2 separate regions of the Oncorhynchus mykiss genome follow, and region 2 is linked to region 1. Evidence: chromatin contacts called from public Hi-C data. All regions are on one chromosome and are shown on one strand. The core of a region is the stretch at or near the end of the contact, and the rest is flanking DNA. Distances in the headings are between cores, read along the strand shown.

What was found. A called contact is a pair of places that touch in the nucleus more often than the background predicts.
Region 2: a Hi-C map of liver shows a contact between it and region 1, with 4 times the contacts expected there. The contact joins the promoter of LOC110489575 here to the promoter of LOC110489569 in region 1. A contact is called at or near these places in 2 of 3 Hi-C or Micro-C datasets (blood and liver).

Annotation. Positions count from the first base shown.
Region 1 is chr15:10,244,213-10,248,792 of USDA_OmykA_1.1, forward strand. LOC110489569 (T-complex protein 1 subunit epsilon) reads left to right here and starts at 3,019. Exons shown (of 11, transcript XM_021562300.2): 1 at 3,019-3,288; 2 at 3,931-3,991; 3 at 4,170-4,334. The coding sequence starts at 3,184. It overlaps LOC110489568 (methionine synthase reductase), which reads right to left and starts at 2,348. Exons shown (of 15, transcript XM_021562295.2): 1 at 2,199-2,348; 2 at 1,810-1,957; 3 at 1,441-1,594; 4 at 1,229-1,346; 5 at 1-313. The coding sequence starts at 1,953. It overlaps LOC118938971 (a small nucleolar RNA gene), which reads left to right and starts at 4,571; the gene lies at 4,571-4,580.
Region 2 is chr15:10,441,907-10,446,462 of USDA_OmykA_1.1, forward strand. It overlaps LOC110489575 (NADH dehydrogenase [ubiquinone] 1 beta subcomplex subunit 4), which reads left to right and starts at 1,749. Exons shown (of 3, transcript XM_021562305.2): 1 at 1,749-2,125; 2 at 2,449-2,592; 3 at 3,419-3,579. The coding sequence starts at 1,949. The coding sequence ends at 3,481. It overlaps LOC110489574 (homogentisate 1,2-dioxygenase), which reads right to left. Exons shown (of 14, transcript XM_021562304.2): 12 at 4,507-4,556; 13 at 4,134-4,315; 14 at 3,660-4,051. The coding sequence ends at 3,908.

The DNA of each region.
Region 1 (4,580 bases), core at 1,769-4,268:
AGTGTTGTCGGTCGCTGACACCGTTATGAGATCTGTAACTGAGCTCCCGGTCTCTGATGCTAAAACAGCCAAAGAATCAGTCTTAGAACTCGCTGCTGTTGTGAGGGATTTGGTGATCTGGGATTCTGATTCGTTGAGACTCAGGAAGTGGAGTTTGATGTCTGTTGCTGACGATTCAGGCGTTTCGTTCAACGATACTCTCTGGTCCCTAACATGGCCATCTCTCTCAGGCTGAGGGGCGGCCATCTTGGATAACGCTCCTCTGATCGCCTCCCACAGTCCTTCAAGCCAGGGGTCCAACACCAACTCCAGCCTGGACACACACACACACACACACACACACACACACAGTTTGGATTAAGAGCTAAACTATTAACATGAGACAGCCCCTAAGAGGCCACTACCAACTGAAGCCTGGACAGAAAGCAACGACTATTCAGACTCAGAGATAAGCAGTGTGATGGAACCGAAAGATAACGTGCCACACAACACAAACGAGGTGACAGGAGGTACGTGGGGAAAGCACATTAAAAGTCTGTCTCTATTCATGCCACTTTCATTGTACCCTACTTTAAAGCTTCTTAGGTGAGTGCCAGGATTTAAAGTGATTCTCATACATCAACATGTAGATTCTTAGGTGAGTGCCTCCTGTAGATTCTTAGGTGAGTGCCAGGATTTAAAGTGATTCTCATACATCAACATGTAGATTCTTAGGTGAGTGCCTCCTGTAGATTCTTAGGTGAGTGCCAGGATTTAAAGTGATTCTCATACATCAACATGTAGATTCTTAGGTGAGTGCCTCCTGTAGATTCTTAGGCGAGTGCCAGGATTTAAAGTGATTCTCATACATCAACATGTAGATTCTTAGGTGAGTGCCTCCTGTAGATTCTTAGGTGAGTGCCAGGATTTAAAGTGATTCTCATACATCAACATGTAGATTCTTAGGTGAGTGCCTCCTGTAGATTCTTAGGTGAGTGCCAGGATTTAAAGTGATTCTCATACATCAACATGTAGATTCTTAGGTGAGTGCCTCCTGTAGATTCTTAGGTGAGTGCCAGGATTTAAAGTGATTCTCATACATCAACATGTAGATTCTTAGGTGAGTGCCTCCTGTAGATTCTTAGGTGAGTGCCAGGATTTAAAGTGATTCTCATACATCAACATGTAGACATGCAGTATTATTTTAGTATATGTATTATTTTCCCAATTCAAAAACCTTGGGCCTTACCCTACACCGTCGTCTGCATGTCCTGTTGCATAGAAATGTTTAGCACCAAGATCCAGTAGACGGCTGTCAATAGTCTTCCCACATTTGCAGAAATCTGCATAGTTTGTATCGCCCAGAGCTGGAGCAGAGAAAAATAAATCTTATTTTAAAGCCATAGTAGCAATTTATCTCAGCACTAGGCATTTCGTCTGAGACACACAATTCTTCTTTACCTAAAAAAGCATAGCAGAGGTGTGCATAGAGGTCACGGGGCAGGGTCTTTTTCTTGATTCTCTTGACAAACTTCTGGGCTGTATCTGGTGGGTCCCCATCCCCTGTGGTCGACACAACGAACACCACAGGAGAACTCTCCTTCTCCAAGTTAAACTGAGGGTGGGATACACAAAACAGGATCAGTTATTCACATGAGAATAGAAGAGGCCAGTAACAACATCTACCACAAATACACTCATACATAGGCCTAGTTAAGTTTCCTTAGCAGATCGATTGTTGGCGATGTTTCCCATTGTAGGTGTTGTGCCTGCATTGGAATGCATGCCATGAAGGGCAGGTTGACACTATTTTGTCTTTGATAACTTTACCTTGTGTCCTTCACTCAAGCAGCAGATATCAGCAAACAGTCCCCTCTCCTCGGCCTCGTCAGCTATCCCCTCGGCTATGGACTGGGCCTGGCCTTTCTGAGACCCGTACAGAACCAGGAACCGAGGCTTTAACTCACAAGGCATTCTGCTGGACAAGTGGAAACAACAAAAGTCAGTGAAACTTTACGTTATTGCAAGCAAATCTATAAATTGTTGTGGCAACATTGTTTTGTTGATGACAATAGGAACATTGTGCAGAAACTGAGAAGCATCATCCGTACTGACACTGATCCGTCCATTTCAACTCGACAACAGATTAAAAACAGAGCCAAGTAAAACTGAATTCCATAATAGATCATCCAGGACTGAGTACATTTCATGCGTCTTACCTACACGATCGGAAAGTTGAAGAGCTCGTAGCAGATCCCAGTGGAATTCCTTTCGTAACATTGTATAAACCTTTGAACACGTTCAGCACTGTACAAATCCTACCCAGAAGTTACGTCACTTGTGACGCACGACATACACCAGGAAGGAACAGGCTGTCCTAATGCACGTGGATTTGTGTCCATTTATTTATCTAACGGTTAACATAACACGAACTGCTTTTCTCTGATATGAGGATGCTTTTGGAGAACATCTCTCTGCTTATCAGGACTGACAGGCAAGATAGCTGTTAAAACTCCTGAGTGCCAGTCTTCCAGCTCCGGACACTGACCAGCTACTAAACTCAGTGGTGGAGTCCGATATAATTTATTTGGTGGAACTGACAGACAAAAATGGCACTAACTAACGTTAGCTCACAAGCCACATATTGATTTCACTTTTCTGGACAATTTACTCTAGCTGGGAAAGAGCTTGACGATACCAGTGAAACTGCAAAATTAGCTGTCTGATAGTTTGCTAAAAATATATACGTATTCACCCCAAAACATTATAAAACAAATACAGTTACGGAGTTTTAAACTCCTTGATACAATATTTTCAACACACTTTTCAACTTTAGCACCAAAGACGTCTCGACTACACCGCGAGATTAGAGTGATAGAATCGCGAGACTGGAATAACTACGGGATAATAGGAGGGATTTGGAAAATAAAGTAAATTAAAACATTATATGCACAACATCTCTCTCAAACCGTTAATTGTATAAAAGGCAACTGAAATCTATGTTCATAATATAGTAAAAAAAAAAAACATCTAATCAACATCCCCCTCCCCACTTTGTCTCGCCCTCCCCGCCCTGAGATCCTTCCAGAAGTCGCCGGCAGACCCGTGCGACCAAGTGCTCAGCAACACTCCACTTTTTCACCGATAATAGTCTGAATTTCAGCCATTGGACACTTCTGAAGTGTCGCCGTCTTTCAGCCCAAAATGTCCGCTATGGGGCAGCTCGCGTTCGATGAGTATGGACGGCCGTTCATCATCATCAAAGACCAGGATAAGAAGACTCGCTTATCGGGCCTTGATGCACTGAAGGTACAATGGATTTAGCAGGTCCCGTTAGCTAGCATGGCACTTCATTAATGGTTCAGCATCTTACCAAGCCACATTTGCAAAACACTTTGCAACTTCAGACCCACTTAGTTTAGTTGGCTAACAAGTACGTTTAGTTGTTATGGATTTATAGTTAACATTCTGAGCCAATCAAATGGTATCTTTAATTTATGTTGTACAAGTTAGCTAGTTAGCCGATTAGCTACGGCATGCTAAGTCTGCCCATGTGCTTATTTTCTGAAGAGGCCAGTGAGTCGCGGCTGGTTGTCAAATAAACAATGGAATCATTTAACTAGTTAATGTTATCATACGTTATGTGTTTTCTCACTTAGTTATGATGAATAATAAATAAAGTGCAATTCATAGTTTGGTTTTGCTGAACGTGCGTATGCTGTCATGCAGCTAACGTTAACTAGTTCGCTAGCTAAGTAGCTTAGCCACAGTTAGCGGTCTAATCTAGATGAAAGGTTTGTCAGTTGCTTCTTGACTGAGAGTTTGACCAACGTCAAGTTGTCAAATATTAATTTGCACGGACTTGGCCATCTACCTAGTTGATCATTCCCGCAGCATCCCTCCCTCAGCCGCAGTGAAGAAATCCACCAGATTTGCTTTTGTGTTTTGCAGTCTCACATCATGGCAGCAAAGGCGGTTGCCTCGACGCTGAGGACGTCACTAGGACCAAACGGTAAACCCAAACAGCCACACCGAAGCTTATTCATTCACAGCGCTGTGATAAAGCCACTGCTAGTATTTTTGTGTGCTCTACAACTCTGGTTACTTAACACAGTAACAGCTACCTACGGCTACACATTCATCTTGGAAGTACATTTAACCTCCCACCTTCACTTTTCCTCTTTCATTAGGCCTTGACAAGATGATGGTTGACAGGGATGGGGAGGTGACTGTCACCAACGACGGAGCCACCATCCTCAGCATGATGGATGTGGACCACCAGATCGCCAAGCTCATGGTGGAGCTCTCCAAGTCTCAGGACGACGAGATCGGAGACGGGACCACCGGAGTCGTTGGTATGGTCCCCTATATATTTGAGTCTCCCAGATTGATCTTTGACTCATTAGCTTATTAATTAAACAATTGGGGTCTATTGCATCTCTACCCTGTTAGTAGGCTGTCATTGTAAATAAGAATTTGATCTTAACTGACTTGTCTAGTTAAAAAAAAAAAACATTGGATGGTAGACTACTCCTGGTTACGTTTTTTTTCTGCCAATCCAGACATAGGATTAAAATTGCAGAGTGCTCCTCTTCCCCTCC
Region 2 (4,556 bases), core at 499-2,998, 200 kb after region 1:
GAACCAGTGTGACTGTAGCGGCACCTCTCTGCAGGTCCCACACCATTATAATATGGATAATCATCATGTCTACAAATATGATGGCACACATTACCTCAACACAGTCAGCATGTGTGTGCCAAGTTTGGTAGAAGAACAGGAAATATTTATTTCCTAACAAACTGTGTCATCAAGGGAGCAGGAGGCCACAAAGTCTCCACCGGAATGGAAGGAGCAGCCCCTAGTGGCTCTCTGGGGTCAGCACACAGCGGCCCTCAGAAAGGTCCCATATCTGGAACCTGGAGTCCCACCAGTGGCCCCTAGCTTAGCCCTGTCAGGGTGGAAGTTAACCCCAGAGAGCCCTCGCTGTGCCCTGGCCTCTACAAATCAGCTCTCCTTCAGGAAGCCTACAGAGCTGGTCGTCACCAGCTGAGGCAACCACTAGTTTGCTTGTGTGTAGAGCCAGGTAGCTGACAAGCAGGGTGTGGGCCAAGAGATGTTTTATTGTGAAAAAAGTAAACAGTAACTTGATCATACATTTAGTAGTTTGAGTTACTATTAGGGATATAAAATGCCTTGATACATAAAGGGTGAGCAGGATATTCATCACATCTTACCTTGTGTCTTCAGCTTTCTAATATCTTCAGTCTTTTCTTCTCCTGGCCCACTCACCTGTACTGGAGACGGTGGAAATCTCTGACTTTTTGGAGCTTGTCCCGCTGCTGAGGCTGTTTGTCTATTCTCCCTCTGTTTTTCATCTCGCTGTAATAAAATGTTTTTGAGTGTACACATCTGGAACCTAGCCCCACATCCTCTGCATTAAACAGACATTTGTGCACCATCTCATTCCACTCCGTTTGAAAGCAGTTCATCGTTTTGGACATGCCCATGCTGATAAGGAAGTTGGGTGGAAAGTCATTGACCACTTCGGGTGGGGCTTACCTGTTTTGCATGTTATTTTGGCATTAATACATGTCACATACAGTATCAATTTGCAAACAATGTCAAAAAAATAATAGTAATTGAGTTAATAAAGCTGCATACAAACATGGTCTCTTTTTGCTTTCTTGAGTAAATAAGCTCCAAAAATGCAGGTGTTTCAGCCTGGCTTGTTATGTTATATCTACAAAAATGCAGGTGTTTCAGCCTGGCTTGTTATGTTATATCTACAAAAATGCAGGTGTTTCAGCCTGGCTTGTTATGTTATATCTACAAAAATGCAGGTGTTTCAGCCTGGCTTGTTATGTTATATCTACAAAAATGCAGGTGTTTCAGCCTGGCTTGTTATGTTATATCTACAAAAATGCAGGTGTTTCAGCCTGGCTTGTTATGTTATATCTGCAGTAGCTTTGATTGGACTGATCATGTCAACATCATACTTTCAAAATCTTAGCTAGGAGTAATCATCATGAATCAAGTTGACAATTTTCTGGCAAATCCTTTTTAATCCTTGTCATATGAAGAGAAATAATGAGAAATTATAGATAAAATGTATCGGTGCTCATCGGCCATTGGACAAACATTACACAACAAGTTGCAAATTCAACAATGAGTGGTTTGGAAGGAATCAGTGACAAGTGGCTAACTGCAAGCATTGTAAAGCAATCACTAGCCTGCCATTCAGTGGAGGGGCCGTGTGGTCCAAAATCTGGGATTAAGTGTCTAACAAGTTTAAAATGATAAACATTCAACATTGGCCATGCTGTCAATGAAGCATGATTTGTGCCACGCTCAAAACAATTGCTGACTCGTAACTGCGAAAACTTGACTTCAGTGAGTTCAAGACAACTGGGAATTCTGGAAAAAAAACGTTCAACTCAAAATTTGACAACCCCCACTAACCCCCCCAGATTCGTGTGGAATGCTTTGTGTTGCCATTGAAAACTCCGCTGCTGGAAGAGAACGCGATACTTTGTGGTAATCTAATCTCGTTGTCTGTCTCTACGGTCATTGGTCTCTACTCACAAACATGGCGGACTACCGCGAAGCGCCCTTGGCCACTCGGCCAAAAACGTTGGACCCAGCTGAATATTTCAACCTTTCGCTGGACCAGAGACGTGCCGAGGAGGAGAGGGCTGGTTTAAGGGCCCAGCTGAAGAGACAATATCAGATGCAGCTAAACAACCCGCACAGAAAAGAGCTTATTGTAAGTAGAGTGAGCTAACATGCTAACGCTAGCTAGCTTGCGAATGTCAGACCCACAGTTCACCCAGAGGTAATGCTATTGATGGTGTTTGCTAACTAACGTTACTTTTGTTGATGTGACTTTGGTGTTACTATTTCGGAATAAGTTTGCTATTTAAACGAATTTGTGATGGATTGTTGTATTCAGTTAATTGTATTCTGGGGGAACATGACTGTTTCTGAATTCAACCGTTTTTACCACGATAGTAGTTGACTGCAATAAGACTGGCACCCACTCTCAAAGAATGGCCATCATTATTGACGTGCTGTTTTTTGTGCTTCAAGGAAGACCCTGCCTTGACACGCTGGGTGTATGCACGCACCAACCCCTACAACCACTTCAGAGCCACCAAGAAGACGTCGCTGCTAGGTGGGCTCTTTGGAGTGGTTCCCCTCTTCGTCCTGTACTACGTTCTGAAGACGGACAGGGTATGGATGAGATGACACCAACCCTTAACCTACTTGTTCCCTGACATTAGGGGTCTGTTCCAAATACACCCTAGCCTTTACACCAGTGGTCAAGATCACTGAGTCAAAATACAAAATGAGATCTACCACTTAGGTTTTTTTTATTTTTTAACATGACTTAACCGTAAGCAACTCAATATTAGGAAAGTGTTCCTACCTATATTATGAAGGCAAACTTGTACAGGGCCACCAGACTGTGCCCACTAAAGTCATCCATTGAACAGACACATTGGCTGTCTAATACAGAAGTGATTGGAGTATGAGCCCTCAGAGACAGTAAATTCATCTTAGCTCATCAACATGGTGAAATTATAATTTTTGCATTATTGGAAGCAAACACACTTTGAAGCTTTGTCTGACTCCATAATAGTTTCAAGATTTCTGCCAAATATTTAAGTCAGGGCGAAGCCTAGCATGTGTTCGAAGTTCATCTTCTACTCCGCCACCATTCTTTGTGACATAACAATGGTGGTGCCATGTAGACTAAGATCCTCTCTCTGAATCAGAGAGCTGTCACAGACCTGGGTACTGAGGCTCACACTGTTATAAACACGCCACCAAGAGGTTGCTTAGAGCAGGGCTTCCCAAACGCAGTCTTTTTGGTTTTAGCTAAGCACTACACAGCTGAGTCAAATAACTCATTATCAAGCTTTGATTATTTAAAACAGCTGTGTAGTGCTAGGGCAAAAACCAGAGCAGAAATGAGTTTGGGAAACCCTGGCTTAGGTGACAATGCTTTCGCTCTGCCATCGTAACCTCATTAACCCCCCCCCCCCCCCCCCCGCAGGACAAGAAGGAGGAGCAGATCAAAGCTGGGACCTACGACCGCAAGTTCAAGCTCGCCTACTGAGTTTGCTCATTGCAGACTTCCATTGTAAAGTATTGTAGATTTAATGTCAGTGTGTATCTTATTAACTGAATAAAATTTAATTTTGTTGAAAAAGCAAATCAAATGTCTGCCTGTCATTACAAACATACATGGGCTGTGAATGACATGAGCAGCAGAGTGGTGAAAACATGCTAATACGTCTTCCAGGGAATTTTTATTCATTCACTTTTGTCCAGTAACTTACATTTTTTTTTTAATCAATGAACTGGTCAGTCAAAAAAACAAGCGTACACCAATTAACCAAACACTTAGGCTATGAGTGATAGAATGAATTGAGCCACAGTATAGTGGTATGACGCTAAAGAGGACCAGGATGTTGACTTTATGGGCCTTTGCGCCGTGCCTTAAGTGATCTAGGGGAAGCAATGACTGTTCTGCTTCTCTACTCTACTGTTTGCTTGGTCTCCAGTTGGGGTCGAAGTGTTTGCGTAGCGGCTCCCAGCACTGGTAGTAACTCTTGTCCAGCCTCTGACACGTCTCCAGACCCCACTTAGTAACCGCCATGCTGAACGACGACTCAAACATGAAGGCCTGAGAGAGAGAGGGATGTTACTTGACGGCTCATATTTACAGTTTTATAATTTCATCACGTGTGTGTGCTCCCATATGTTACCATGGTCCCATCGGCCACCCTCTCTGGTTTGAGGAGAGCGGTGCTGCTCTTTTCGAAGCAGTCTCTGTCAGGGCCATGAGGGGTCATCATGCTGTGGAGAGTGCCCCCTCCTGGCTGGAAGCCCTCCTCCTTGGCCTCATAGTGGCCCTTGATCAGCCCCATGAACTCACTCATACAGTTCCCTGGAACACAGACAGGGGGAGCTCTAACACAGACACACACTACTACAAAATACATTACAGAGAGACCAGGGACAGGTTAGGGTAGTCCCTAGATGGCTATGCCAGAAAAGGACAAAGTTCTCAGTAACATCAGAACTGAAGACGAGCGAGTGCTTGAGATATTTGTTCTTAAAGTGTGTGTGTGGTCGTACTGTGGTAGTACGGGGGTCTGAAGGTGTGGTCGGCCACTCCCCAGCGCGGG